Regions from separate parts of the Canis lupus genome. Here region 1 is linked to region 2. A link is a contact called in public Hi-C data. All regions are on one chromosome and are shown on one strand. Each heading gives the region's core, a stretch centred on a gene start, on an enhancer-like site or on the middle of the called end of the contact. The rest is flanking DNA. Distances are from core to core; before and after follow the strand shown.

The links. Hi-C and Micro-C count contacts between places; a contact is called where the count stands out from the background.
Region 1: a Hi-C map of blood shows a contact between it and region 2, with 5 times the contacts expected there. The contact joins the promoter of ABT1 here to the promoter of H4C8 in region 2. A contact is called at or near these places in 2 of 9 Hi-C or Micro-C datasets (both in blood).

Annotation. Positions count from the first base shown.
Region 1 is chr35:25,835,452-25,842,387 of UU_Cfam_GSD_1.0, forward strand. It overlaps ABT1 (activator of basal transcription 1), which reads left to right and starts at 3,145. Exons shown (of 3, transcript XM_038584400.1): 1 at 3,145-3,436; 2 at 4,051-4,256; 3 at 4,413-6,364. The coding sequence starts at 3,196. The coding sequence ends at 4,793. TRNAY-GUA (a tRNA gene) reads left to right here and starts at 630; the gene lies at 630-720.
Region 2 is chr35:25,674,541-25,681,760 of UU_Cfam_GSD_1.0, forward strand. It overlaps H4C8 (H4 clustered histone 8), which reads right to left and starts at 1,350. Exons shown (of 1, transcript NM_001374580.1): 1 at 820-1,350. The coding sequence starts at 1,150. The coding sequence ends at 839. It overlaps TRNAM-CAU (a tRNA gene), which reads left to right and starts at 1,911; the gene lies at 1,911-1,982. It overlaps TRNAR-UCG (a tRNA gene), which reads left to right and starts at 5,289; the gene lies at 5,289-5,361.

The DNA.
Region 1 (6,936 bases), core at 1,895-4,394, 160 kb after region 2:
AGCCTCAGTGCCCATTAAAATATAAATGGATAAAGAAGATGTAGTCTATATAAACAATGGAATATTACTCAGCCATTAGAAACGACAAATACCCAGCATTTGCTTCAACATGGATAGAAATGGAGGGTGTTATGCTGAGTGAAGTAAGTCAATCAGAGAAGGACAATCATTACATGGTTTCATTCACACAGGGAATATAAAAAATAGTGAAAGGGATTAAAGGGGAAAGGAAAGAAAATGAGTGGGAAATCTCAGAGGGGGTGACAGAACATGAGAGACTCCTAACTGGGAAATGAGCAAGGGGTAGTGGAAGGGGAGGTGGGCAGGGGGCACTTGATGGGATGAGCACTGGGTGTTATACTATGCTGGCAAATCGAACGTTAATAAAAAATATACAAAAAAAAAAAAAGAATAAAGTAAAAAAATTTAAGAAAATAAAAACCTAAAACAGACAGTAAAAAGCACAAAGCTTAAGTGTTTAAAGGTATTAATTATTTAATGTATCTCTATGATCACCACTCCATCCGTTTTAGAACATTCCTAGCATTTTTGTTCACCTATTTTAAAAATAGTGAAAAACCACTGAGATAAACATTATTTAAAGTATTCTAAGAAGCCACACCTCAGATCCTTCGATAGCTCAGTTGGTAGAGCGGAGGACTGTAGATGTTGAGTCACGTGGGCATCCTTAGGTCGCTGGTTCGAATCCGGCTCGGAGGACTGTACCTTTTGAAAGGTTTTCATTGACGCAGCAAGTCTGGACCCTTAATGAAAGTTAAGAAAACTTTTTGTTTGTTTGTTTTGTTTTGGTTAAGAAAACTTGAACACAGTTGGGCAGGTTGTCGTTTGTGCTCACAGATGAACTCGTAGGCCTGAAAATAACAACAAAAAATAAAGGATCCTCAGGTTCGTACAAAAGAAGCTGCTTATGTAAGACAGGGTCTCCTGGGAGACTGACTTTTCATGAAGTTTTGGAAAGGGTCATGCGGAGTCTGGAGAAGCAGAAAGCAGGCTTGGCCCAAGGTTTTCATTTTATTTTGGAGGTCCTTTTGGATGGCCTTTCTGGGCTCTCTGTTGATATTCAAGTGAATAAACATTTTATTGATGACAACTTCAAATACACACAGGTGGAGAAAACAGCACAAATTACCATCATAGGCATCACACCTGTACAACTAGCATCATCTATACCCCTTCATGCCCCCTTCCCACCCCCGACCTTGTGAAGCAAAACCTAGACGTGTGCTCTCACTTCATCCACCGCGGCTCCGTGTTTTGAAGAGGTAAAGATTATTATTTTTTTTAATTTTTAAAAAAATGTTTATTTACTTATTTATCCGTGAGAGACCCACAGAGAGGCAGAGACACCGGCAGAGGGAGAAGCAGGCTCCCCGCAAGGAGCCCGATGTGGGATTCAATCCTGGACCCCCAGGATCTCGCCCCGAGCCAAAGGTAGACGTTCAACCACTGCGCCGCCCAGGCGTCCCTGAAGACCTTAGAATTAAATGCGGGACCGAGTCTGTATCTCTTAGCGCCCCCATCCTTCCTCCAAAAAAGCAGCGGCGGGCGGCGGGCAACTGATAGAAAATCCCGTTATAAAATTAATGAAACTAGTGTAAGCACCGGAGAAGTCTGGTTTATTCGATCTTTCGTCCTCTTTATCAAAGAGCTAGGCGCCGTGTTCAGGCAGAAATACACTGGGAGGGACGCCTGGGTGGCTCAGTGGATGAGCGCCTCCCTTCAGCCCAGGGCGGGGTCCCACATCGGGCTCCCTGCATGGAGCCTGCCTTTCTCTCTCTGTGTCTCTCATGAATAAATGAATAAAATCTTAAACAAACAAACAAACAAAACAAAAAAGCCCACAAAACACTGGGAGAGCCTTCCCCTCGGATGATAGCTCGACCCCGTGCCCCTGCTGCAGTCCTCCGGCTTCGTGTGCGCACACGTCCGTCTCAGCGGGATGGGAAATTTTGTCCGGCTGCAGCGAGGGCGGGTTTATATTATCCTCACACTCGCCCGGGGCCCCTTCTAGAAAGCCGGCTGCACCGCTGTCCACATTGGTAGCCTCGGGGCTTTGCATTTGGCCCTGCAGCAGGTGCAAAGGCGGGGGCGAAGGGGTAGGGGCGTGGCGGGGAACCGCGGCGCCAAGAGCAGGTGAACGGCGCCCCCTCCCGGACGGTTTCTGCGCCACGGGAGAGGTCTCGGAGGCGGTAGGGAGGGGGCTGGGCGGGGGTGGCCGGGACTGCAGCAGGGGCACGGGGTCGAGCAGGGGCACCGGGTCCTCAGGGGCGTGAGCATCGCCGGCCCGGAGGTTCCTTACTCCCGGCCTCTAGCAGGGCAGGGCCCAGGGGGCCAGAGTTAGAGCAGCGCGACGCCCCGGGTCGCCAGGGCCGAGGGGACACAGGAAACCATGTGTTCGTAACATCAATATGAATCACGTGTCAATACAAAGCTATGACAGGCGCCGAAATAACGTTTTTAAAACCAGAGAAGTAACTGTTGCATATTAACTGTTGCACATTTTTTTGGTAATCCTATTCACAAAATCAAACTTATAATTAATATTTTAAAGCAAACAAAAGGTTTTACACTAAATGAGGTCACAATTGAAATCTTTAAAACTTCTCTAAATTTCCGAAACGTGTATTTTCAAAGCTAAACTACATTTCCAAAACCTAAAGACATTCAGAGCGCTCGGATTCTCAAAAAAATAACTGAAACGTCAAAACTCCAGACAATTTTAAAAACTGAAAGTTAAGTCCACTTTGAAAGGTGGTATCATCTCCCAACCGGAGTCTTGCCCAGGTCCGTAGGTCAAATGTCGGGTTGATGGCTAAGACACAGAAACCTCGCCCGACTTCCCAAAGCTTTGCAACGTATCCAGAAGAGGCCGCCTCCTGCGTGTTTCCACGCAGCCGAGGCGTTCTCTAGGGTAAGTGACCCCCGGGGACCAACTCCTCCACTCCCGCCTCCCCATCGCCAGCCGCAGCCGGCTTCACCATCTCGCCTTTGATCCCGCCTTCCCGCTTCGAATCCCGCGGCCGACCAGGCCCCCACTTCCGCTTGCTGCGTCCAATCCGGTCCTTCTATGTACTATGACGTCATCTCCCCGCCCTTCGCCGCCGGCCGGCGCACGCGGTGTGCGGCAGGACGGCGCGGCGCTTTACGGCTGTCGTACGTCTCATCGGCGCCAGCATGGAGGCAGAGGAGTTGGAGAAGGAAGCTGTGGGGCAGGAGCCTCTGGAAGGGACAGACCAGAAAGCAGAGGCAGAGGAGGAGCAGGAGGAATCTGAAGAGGCGGCGTGTGGCGCCAAGAAGCGGGTGGTGCCGGGTATTGTGTACTTGGGCCACCTCCCGCCCCGCTTTCGACCTCTGCATGTACGGAACCTTCTCAGCGCGTTCGGAGAGGTTGGACGCGTTTTTTTCCAGCCCGAGGGTAAGAGCGCGGGCCCTGGATGTTCGGGAAGGGGGTGGGTTCCCTGGCGCGGAAGCCAGGGCGCTGCGGGGGCACGGGGCTCCAGGCCGGCGCCCGACTCCCTTGGTCATCAGCGGAGCTCTCAGCTTTCAGGAGGCGGGATCGGGGGTGGATAGCTCAGTAACACACGATGAGTAGTTCTTGCTTGGATGGTTAATTTGGGCTTGTCGTGTCGATTCCGCACGCCCCCGTTTCCTGAACCGGATTTGCCGGCTTGTTAATGAGTTCACCCTGAATAAAAATCTGAGGCTTTTTCAAACACAACGGCACCCATCACCTCTGCTCTCGTGACCTGAGTCTAGAAACAGACTCAGGACGGGTGTATGGCCAGGTGACCCCAGCTTTCGTCTGAGCTCTGGTTGAATTGGGTTTGGGGGCGTGTGCGAGTTTTAAATAGAATGTCCTGAGCCGATCTGATGCAGAAGTTGACGTTTGAAGAAAAGATTGAGTTTGACGTAGGGAAATGGCGTACGGGGAAAGGCCTTGCGGTGGGTTCCTGGCCCGAGGGGTCGTAGATGAAGTTGACTGGGTGCCACGTCGGCCTCCTAAACCACTGCTGTGCCTTTGGTTCACAGACGGGTTCGTGAGGCGCAAGAAGAAGGCAGTGTCAGCCTCAGCCACGGGAGGGAAAAAGCGGTCCAAGTACAGCAAGGACTACACCGAGGGCTGGGTGGAGTTCCGGGACAAGCGAGTAGCCAAGCGTGTGGCGGCCAGTCTTCACAACACGCCCATGGGAGCCCGAAGGCGCAGCCCCTTCCGTTACGACCTATGGAATCTCAAGGTGAGGGGGGTTAGGCTCTCCTGCCGCATCTCATCCTCCCACCTCCCCAGCCCCAGCCTAGGCACCTCATTCCCTCTTGCTGGCCTCACTCTCTCTCTTCACCTCTGCATTCCTGACATATCTTACCTGGATCTTTTCCTGTTTTCCTGTCCACAGTACCTGCACCGTTTCACGTGGTCCCACCTCAGCGAACATCTTGCCTTTGAGCGCCAGGTGCGCAGGCAGCGCCTCAGGGCCGAGGTTGCCCAGGCCAAGCGTGAGACTGACTTCTATCTTCGAAGTGTGGAACGGGGACAGCGCTTCCTTGCTACTGATGGGGACTCTTCCCGCCCGAATGGCTCCTGGAACTTTGCCCAGCGTCCTACTGAGCAAGAGCTGAGAGCCCGGAAGGCAGCTCGGCCTGGAGGAAGTGAACGGGCTCGCTTAGCTAATGCCAAGGACCAGGCTCGTTCCAACCGAGGGCTGCTTGCCAAGATCTTTGGAGCTCCACCACTTTCAGAGAGCACAGAGGAACCCTCACTAGTCAGGGACTCTTAAAAGGGAGAGAGACCCTTTTCATCTCCTGGCCCTGCTTCCTGTCTACATGATAATGACTACTCAGGCAGACATTTCATTTCTAAGACCAGGAATCTCTAGTGGGTGCTTAGACATAGACGTCTTATGGATCTCTGGTCCCCCCTCCAACTCCTGTTGCCTGGCTGAGGCACCTAATTCATACTAGCATGAGTATGACTAACTGCACATTCCTATTTTGTTTGATTCTTGACTGTCTGCTTCCTGCCCAATAGGCTCTTCTAAAAATCCCACTTTCTGGACCCAGGAAGAGCCTTTACTTCATGCTGGAGTGATAATATCTAATGCAGAAAGCTATTTTACTAACTTAGGTGAAGGGCAACAGCACCATCCTTTCTATTTAGATAAGATTAACAGGGACGGGTTAATGGGGTGGGACTGCATTGGGAGCCACCTTCCAAATGTTTGTATAGAAAAGAAAAAAATGTGTTTGTAGTTTATTGGAAATGGGAGGCGTTTTGTAAGTTCTGACTTCTGTCTCTTCATGTCCTGTTCACTCCCCTTAACTTCATCCCCTGGTCTCAGAGACACCATTCCTCCCTGACCCCTCTCAATTCAGCCTGGGACCTTTTCTATCTATCAAATTAATTTCTTAGCCCATTTTATCAGTTATCTAACCCAGCATTTACTAAGTCACTGTATGAGGACACAGGAATGGTAGGTAATATAATACATGGCCCTTGGCATTAAGTTATAGACCACTAGAAAGAGACAGATACATAAGAAATAAATATACAGAGGTACTACAGGCATCATTGTAGATATATATAAGGGATAAAGTAGGGGCCATGGGAGGGCATGGTTGACTCTATCTTGGATGGTAAGCCATGCTTAATATGGAGCTGATTCTGAATCACAGTCTTCCAGAGATGGATCACTTTCACCGGGTTTCTAGATCATTCCTGAAAAGTGAATTTAAAATCGAAATTAACTTGGTTTAGTCCTGATGTTGGAAACAAAGCTCCATGGATGGAGTGTTTGGTTCAAGAAACCATTGTAAAGGCAGACAAAACCTAGGAGGTAGTCAGGCCCAAATGATGCCCCTCAGGGGCACTTTTATGAATTAAGGCTTAGATGAGGGCGGGTTCACAAACAATATTCAAAGCAGCTCTGGAGGCCACAGAGTCTATGTTAGCCATGAAGAGAAGCTGAAAAGTGAAGTGTCACGATAAACTAAGGAATTAAATGATAAACATTAAAACTGGGCAGGGTTCCTGGCTGGATCAGTTGGTAAAGCATCTAAATCTTGATTTCGAGATTGTGAGTTTGAGCCTCATGTCAAGTTTAGAGATGACTTAAAAATAAAAAATCTTGAACAAACTGATCAATATCTAGTTTTTTAAACTTCTAGGAAGTAGTAGAATGTAATAATTTGGATTTTGCTAGTGCTATTTAATTTTTTTTCCCCACTATGCTTAATATAATTATGCATTTGTTCTTTGGGTGAAGTGGATTAATCCACTTACTTGGTTCTGAAGTAAAATTTTAGTCATGCACTTGTTTTGAGAGAATAAAAATGACCATACGGTAAAAAATGTTTGCTTGGTGTAACATTTTCCACAATGCCTATACCTTTCACACCCATGAAACAAAAATGTGTGTAATGTTACAGCCTCAGTCTTATAAGAACTCCATACCCTTGTTTCTGTGTTCATTTCTTGTGAGTTTGTTTCATGTGGATTGTTTCTTTGGGTCCTAATGTCTTCCACCTGAGCCAGAAAGATCCAGTGTCAGAATTTGATCAGCTATTTATGTACTCAGAATTCTAAGTGCCCATTGCCACCTTTGCTAGATAAAGAGAATATCAAGATTAAGAAACTTCTTTCCCTTAGGTTGCTAACAACTTAGAAAGTAAAATACATATAGGGCTTATGTATTTGAAATAAACTTCTCAGGCTAGGTGGCATATTCAAGGTCAGCATCTCAGGCTCCCAGTCAATAGTTTTGCATGATTAGCTCACACGTACAGCCTGGTAAATTGGGTAATTCACAGGTCCAGTGAGAAATGAAAATAAAACGGGTGGAAGAAAATGAATTTCCCGAGGAAATGTCAGCTTGATTCCTTGGGGACTGAGCCCTTTGAGGGCAGGAAAATTCCTTTTTTACA
Region 2 (7,220 bases), core at 100-2,599:
CGTCTCCTGTAAATTTTAGTGCAGCTGGAAGACCTTGAAGGAAGAATATATCCTTCCCTACACCTAGTAACATTGGGTGAAATATCCCGAGGCCTATTTGTACACGTTTTAAAAATGCTATCGTGTCTGCTTAGGTTTTGGTGACATTTCGTTCATTAAGCAACATCCTTATCTTTTTAAGGTTTTCAAACTATCAGGAAATTTCGGGGGCGATGCTAAACACTGGCCAGCTCCCCCCGCGAGGGGGTTTCCCCCAGTGCCTTCGGAACGTGGACGACCGGGAACAGGGGGCCCCGGGTGAGGGCGCGACGCGGCGGGGCGGAGTCGGAGCGAGGTCGTGGCCGGCCACCCCGCCGGAACTCCTTTGTTCCCCCGCCGCCCAGCAGGGGCCGGGCGCGCTCCCTTTGTCTCCCAGCCGCCCCGCCATGTTGGGCGCGGGGCTCGGCGGGGAAGGCCCACCCGCTGCCTACGGGCCGGGGATCCCCGCTTTCTAGCGGAGCCAGGCACGCACGACTCCTACCTCGGCCCTCGGAAAACGGGGAAGCTCCCTGGAGAGCAGGCGGCGCCACGTGACCTGCTCTCCCCCCTTAAAACTGTCCGGAAGCTAAGATTTGAACGGAGCCGACTGCCAGCAAAGCAACTCCCGGAATCCGGAAATTAACCAGTTGAAGACTCGCTCCGAAACTAAAACCGAACCACCCCCGCCCCGCGCCTGAAATCTAGAAGCTCAAACACGGACTTATTAAAACAGCAAGAAAAGCTGCAGCTCTTTCGGGACACATGTGGGCGGCCCTGAAAAGGGCCTTTGTGTGTTTAGAAAAAGCGACGGATGCGGAGTTCAGCCGCCGAAGCCGTAGAGGGTGCGGCCCTGGCGCTTGAGCGCGTAGACCACGTCCATGGCCGTGACCGTCTTGCGCTTGGCGTGCTCCGTGTAGGTGACGGCGTCCCGGATCACGTTCTCCAGGAACACCTTGAGCACCCCGCGGGTCTCCTCGTAGATGAGGCCCGAGATGCGCTTGACGCCGCCGCGCCGGGCCAGCCGCCGGATGGCGGGCTTGGTGATGCCCTGGATGTTGTCGCGCAGCACCTTGCGGTGGCGCTTGGCGCCGCCCTTGCCTAGTCCCTTCCCGCCCTTGCCGCGACCAGACATATCTGCAACGTTCAGAACGTTCTCAGAATCAGCGTGAAAGCCGTTGGGGCAACCTCCTTATATACGCGGATCGCGGACCTAATTGAAAACAGGAAGCGCTCACGCGGGACTGGCCGTTGCCCGAACCCGCCCCTCGCCCGGACCCCCGTGACGTCACGGGAGTTGAGCCGGCGCGCTCCCTCCCCCGCTGCCGCCGTGCCCTCCGCGCCCTCCGCCCTCTGTCCCCAAATGGGAATTTCAGACCTTTTTAACTGCGCTAAAGGAAAGGAGCGTTTGGCACCATTTTTCCCGCGTTAGTCCGCGGAGCCCCCGGCGTTCTGCGGCCGCGGACCAGCTCTTCCCGCCGCTCGCCCGGCCCCGGGCTCACGCGTAGAGCCAATGGCCGCATCACCGGGCCCGGGAGGTGCTCTCCCGCGGGCGGAAGCGAGCCTGGGCAGCGTCTCCGCAGCGGCATCCTCGGCGGCCGCACCGAAGCCCGGGTTCCTTACTCGGTTTCCCTCTCTCCTCCCTGCTGATTAAAGCTTGTAATTCTCATATATCCCGCCACTTCTCATTTCTACGTCCGGAACCTCAACCGGGAGTTCTGCGTCTACTTCGCTTCCTCTTTGATTCTGGGACCGATATTATTCCGAAGAGAACTGGCAGCTTGTGGTAGCCGAAGGTTGAAGTACAGAGGCATTTTCGTAAGGTGGGGGGAAGGGTTCTGCCTGTACCTCTGAACATAGTTAAAGGTATTATTAGGAGGCCCAACCTACCGAGGAGCAGAGTGGCGCAGCGGAAGCGTGCTGGGCCCATAACCCAGAGGTCGATGGATCGAAACCATCCTCTGCTAACAATTTTTGCTTCAGCACTTTAGTTAAAATTCTGTGGTTTAGTTTCACAACTAAAAAAAGAGGCTGTAAAAACAAACAAAAAAAAAAAATAAAAAAGGCTGTTTTGTCAAATTCTGAAGTTTCAATGGTTTCGTGAAAGTGTTTACAACTTCTAGACATAAATAGAACGTCAATAAAGGACACTATCAATAACTAATATGAGTTTCCACAATAAACCTCATTTCTAGTGGCTGCCAAAGTGACACTGCTACTATTGCAACCAGTTATCATGAGTCTCACTGACGTATGAAAGCGGGTAAACGCTAAAATAAGCTGAATGTAGCAATGAGTTTTATTTCCTTTCACGCATAATTCAAAGAGCTGCTTGTTAGGTAGTTGTGGCCTTGTGGCTAAAGCCATAGACGAAATTTACTGGGCCATCCCAGCCCCAAACCTGTGCAGCTATGAGAGTCTTAATCTTCAGAGTAAATAAGTAACAGTTTGAGGCAGAATGCAAAGTCTTGGTGGCCACGATAGAACTCTGACCTGAGAAAACCACTTATGTGGTCGCTGCTGGTAATGTCTCTACCACCTACCTTCTTTACAATCTCTGATAGGACTGTTCTCTAGGCTCATTTTTAAAAGTGTATGTGTTACATATCCCTCAGAAAAGATCCCTATACAGATGTTTATGTGTCAGATACTGCACTAAGCACTAAGAAAAGTATTTAAGTAGTCTGTGGCCTAGTCATACTTTTAAACAAGTATGTATAGTACAATAAGATATTTTTCAAAGATTATTCACTAAAGCGCAGTGAGAATAAGGAAAAATGATTGTTTCTGGTGGCTCCATCATCGAGTAGTTGAATGATTTTCTAGAAGGACTCGCATGACTGAACATGAACATACAAAGATTCATTACAGCAAAGAGAAAAATGCAGACACAGCAGGAAAAAGAGATATACAACCAAACACAAGAGAAGTCTTTTTTTGTCCTCAATCTCCATCCATCTTCAGAGATGATACTCACTCTCTCTCCAGTTCTGAACTGCAGGGACTAGTGAAAGCTGTGGTTGCCAAACAAAGTCCACCTGAGTATTAGAGCCCAAGTTCTGAAAAGGAGCTAATCGGATACCTGACACATGATCAGCCATCCAGACACCAGATACGCATGGAAACTTGAATTTCCAAGTTTACTTTAAATATGCTGACAACCTACTTCATAGTGACCCACTGCTTCAGTACCCAAAATAACATCATTACCCAGTAACTAAGTGAATATTCCAGTATTTCAGTTCCGAGTTTGACAAAGGGTCATCACCATGGATAAAGAGATCTGTGAAAACTTGAACAAAATAGATTTGCTGAAAAAAAAAAAAAGATTTGCTGCATTACCTCTGCCCTGACAATGGCCCAATTTGGGAAAGGTGGCAGATTTTGAGTCCAATCTAGAATGAGTAAGAGCTTGGCAGGTAGCCAAGAAGAGGCTTCTAGATAGAAAAATAACAAATACAAGGAGGTATAACAGTTAAGGGTTTCTAGAGAACTACAAAACACTCAGTGTGATCGAACATGAAGGTGAGGCAGATTGTAGGAGGAGGATTTGGGGAGAAAAGTAAAGCAGCTGTATTCTGATCACCTCCCATTTACACTATAGGTGAAGGAGGGATCCTCCTCCCTAAACAATACCAGATGGCCCGATACACCACGCTCAACACTGGACAGATGAGACTGGTAGAGGTATACTCACAGCCTAGAAGAGGAGGCCACTGCAAGCTATGCAAGTTTGCTCAGGTTGCACTCCGGAATAGAGTGACCAGCAAGGACTGTGAGAGGTGAACTTTGGAGCAGAGAGAGGAAAGTGTGACCCCTAGTTCTCTCCAAAAAGATGGAATTGGCTTATTTTAATAGCTTCCAGGACTGACAGGTGAAACCCATTAGGTCGAAGGGCTGGAATGTACCTCGTCTGGTTGATGGGGGAATTGGCCAAGTACGGGGCATATCCTGTGAGAACAGGTGAATTCACAGGACTTTTTGGGGCCCTGTAAGGCTTAGAGATGCCAAAGGAGCCCTTGAAATTTTAGATCTTACAATATAATTCTGAGTTGTGGCAGATGAGATAGGGAAAGTGCCAGTCGTAAGAAAGTGAGTATGCAGTGCAAACAGGTTTTGATTTTATTTGTCTAGGGGCAGTAAGAAACCATCACTAATTTTGATCAAAGGAGTAATATGAGTAACATTTTCTCATCAGAAAAAATCTCTGGAGTTTTCAAGTTTGTGATCTGGTCTTTGTGTTTTTGGGGTTTTTTTTTTATCATAAACTATACAACAATGTCTTTTATAATGTATAGGGTTTTTGAAAATTATTTCTGCAACCTCTCCATATACAGGCAAAAATAAGTGTACTGTCTAACATATTGGAACTTGCAAACTTGATCATTGCCAAGAGAAAAGAAAATTATCCCTAAAGTATGCTAAACAAGGAGGCCAATTCATCTTCTCCCCTCCAAAAACATCTAGATGAACATGATAGATGGATTGACCCCTATCCCAACCTTCACTGTCCACCATTCCGTAACCAGGCCCATATCAGCAGCACATTTCTTGTCAACAATTATTAACTGTCCGAGGCTTTCATCATTATCTTCTACTACAGATCTCTAGGATAGCTTTTTCTTAGACATCATCAGAAAATATGTTGATGCATGTCATGGATACTAACACACCAGTCATCCTCAAAAATTCTTTTGGTTGGATATCCTTGCCAGTAATCTTCCTGAAGATAGTGTCTCCACCAGGCCAGTGCCTGAGACCGACTCTTCTTCTCCAAACAGATAGATACACTGGGGAAAGTGTAATATTACAATCGGAGAAAAGTCCCAGAGGAGAACGAGAAGGGCAAATGGTGATGCCCAGGGACCCTGCAGGTGTCCAGGAAGGAAAGCGAGAAAGACAACCGTACAGATGCTAAGGCTTTCTTCCGCTGCGTTTTGCATGATAACTGTCCAGAAGGACCTTCCAAGTATCCAGAGTCTGAAAATACTGACTGTGGCTGAGTATGTATAAGGAAGCAGCTCTGAGTAAGTTTATTAAAAAATATATATGTCCTTGGATGCAGACATATGAATGAAGTATCTTGGCATCTCTCAGGTGCCAGAAACAGCTTTTCTGCTCGGGCGTGGTCAGGCGGGTACCCCAGACCAAATAACGTCATCTCGAGCCCATATTTTCAAGGACAAGGAGGCCGGGGCGCTGTTGGACGACTGCTGACCGGCCAGAAAGCTCATTAGACGTACTAAGAGCCACGGCTGCACCGCGAGCTCAGGGACCACGTGGCCTAACGGATAAGGCGTCTGACTTCGGATCAGAAGATTGAGGGTTCGAATCCCTTCGTGGTTAGGAGTCTTTATGCGTTGCCCCAGATATGCCTTTTTTTTTTTTTTTTACCTGTTCTGTTTTCCACACCCGTGTCTTTTCTCCTACTTTTTTTTTTTTTTTTTTTTTTTTTCTTTTTTCTTTCCTTCTCAAAGGCCTGAGAAGGACCAGGGTCAGGACCGAAGACACGTCGAGAGTCCAAACTGGAACAAGCCCGTCCAGTAATCCGGATTTTTGAGCTCACAGTTCCAGGGCGGCTCGCGGCTGTGAAGCGGCGCCTCCCCAAGGAGGGACTGAGCAGCTCGCGGGGTGCCCTCGGGAGGCCGCGGGCTCCCGGAGTCCGGGTCACTGGCTTTCACTCTTACCCTCATCTTCCCCCTTCCCTTCCTTCTTGCCTTTGCTCTTGCTGCCATCAAAAGGACGAGAAGATCCTAGATTCCGACCTACATTCCAGAACAGGTGCAAGGTGCAGTAAGGCCACGCAAAGAGCCCAGGGGCTGACAGAGGGTGTAGGCAAGCAGGACACGGAGAAGACAGCTGTGCGAAATGCACAAAAACAAATTTTTGTGCCTAAATACTTGAACTTAATAATTCAGGATAAAGAAAAAGTTATTAGCAATTCTTGGCTTCATGGTGAAACAGTTCAGTCAAATCAAGTGGAGGATACAAATGCTTTTGCTAGGTCAAAGCAATGAATGTTACAAGGTAATAATTACCTCTTCCTCTCCCCAGCCTCTTTTTTTAGATCTCTTCTATGACTCTGGTTTTCCCTAATCAGCTATAAAGTTGGGGCTTGAACGTTGAGTCCCAGGTGTTGAGATTTCTCAAACTTAAAAAAAAGCAATGTTAAGTCAATGTCATGTGAAGCCACTCATTGCTTCCTTCCTCACAAAACGTAGCATTTACATTAAGCATCCTTTTATAAACCAGAGAAATGACATAATCTCAAAAGAACTGAATAAAGTTATAGTTAAAAGACATTTAAGTGGCTCACATTTTTCTCGTACCCTGAGAACACGCAAAAACTTCCTCCTCCCCACTAGATGGGTATTTAATTAAACCTGAGGACCAGAGGAGAAACTGACTTTCTTTACCCATACTCTCCCCAGGACTTTAATGGAAGTGGAAAATCTGACCCAAAAAGATAAAAATGTTCCTGACACAAACTCTTTCCTATTTTCTTCTTTTTCCTTGTCTTTCTCCTGCATTCACAGCAAATATCAAAGGAGCAGACAACCTTTCCCGACCAAGAAGTGCCAAAGAGAAGAAAATTGAAAATGGTAGACCAATCCACAGGCATCCTGAGCTTTAAATTGTCATTGGAGATTAAGGGCTTGCCCCCAAATCGAGAGAATAAGAATATATGCACCCACTAATAAGTGTGTAAAGCTTTCTGCTTTGAGAAGGGGATTCAGGAAAAAAAAAGTAACACTCTAGAGATTGATGGAAAAAATGACCAGAAGAAGAGAAATAAAGAAGAAAGATTCCTGGATGTGGATTACATGTGAGCCCTGCTGGACAGGGGAAGAACAGATTCATCAACATAATAAATGCTCATGGAGCACATTTCATGTTCCAATTTCCCTCCCCAGCCACTATTCCAAGTGCCGGATTCCAGGATCTAGGATCTAAGATTCTAGGATCACAGTAAACAATGTATACAAAAGTCTATGTCCTTAACAGACTTGGGGTGGGGGATAGGGAGAGGGGAAGGGAGCGACAGAAAACCAAAAGGAGACTAAGTAGATTATATAATATAAGTAAATTATATATTAGAGGAGACAGGCTCAAAAATGGAAGGACTTTTGATTATGTCCTGGAAGGAGCAAAGACTATGTGCTTCCATTAGCTTATTGCTCCATAACAAACACACAAAACAAACC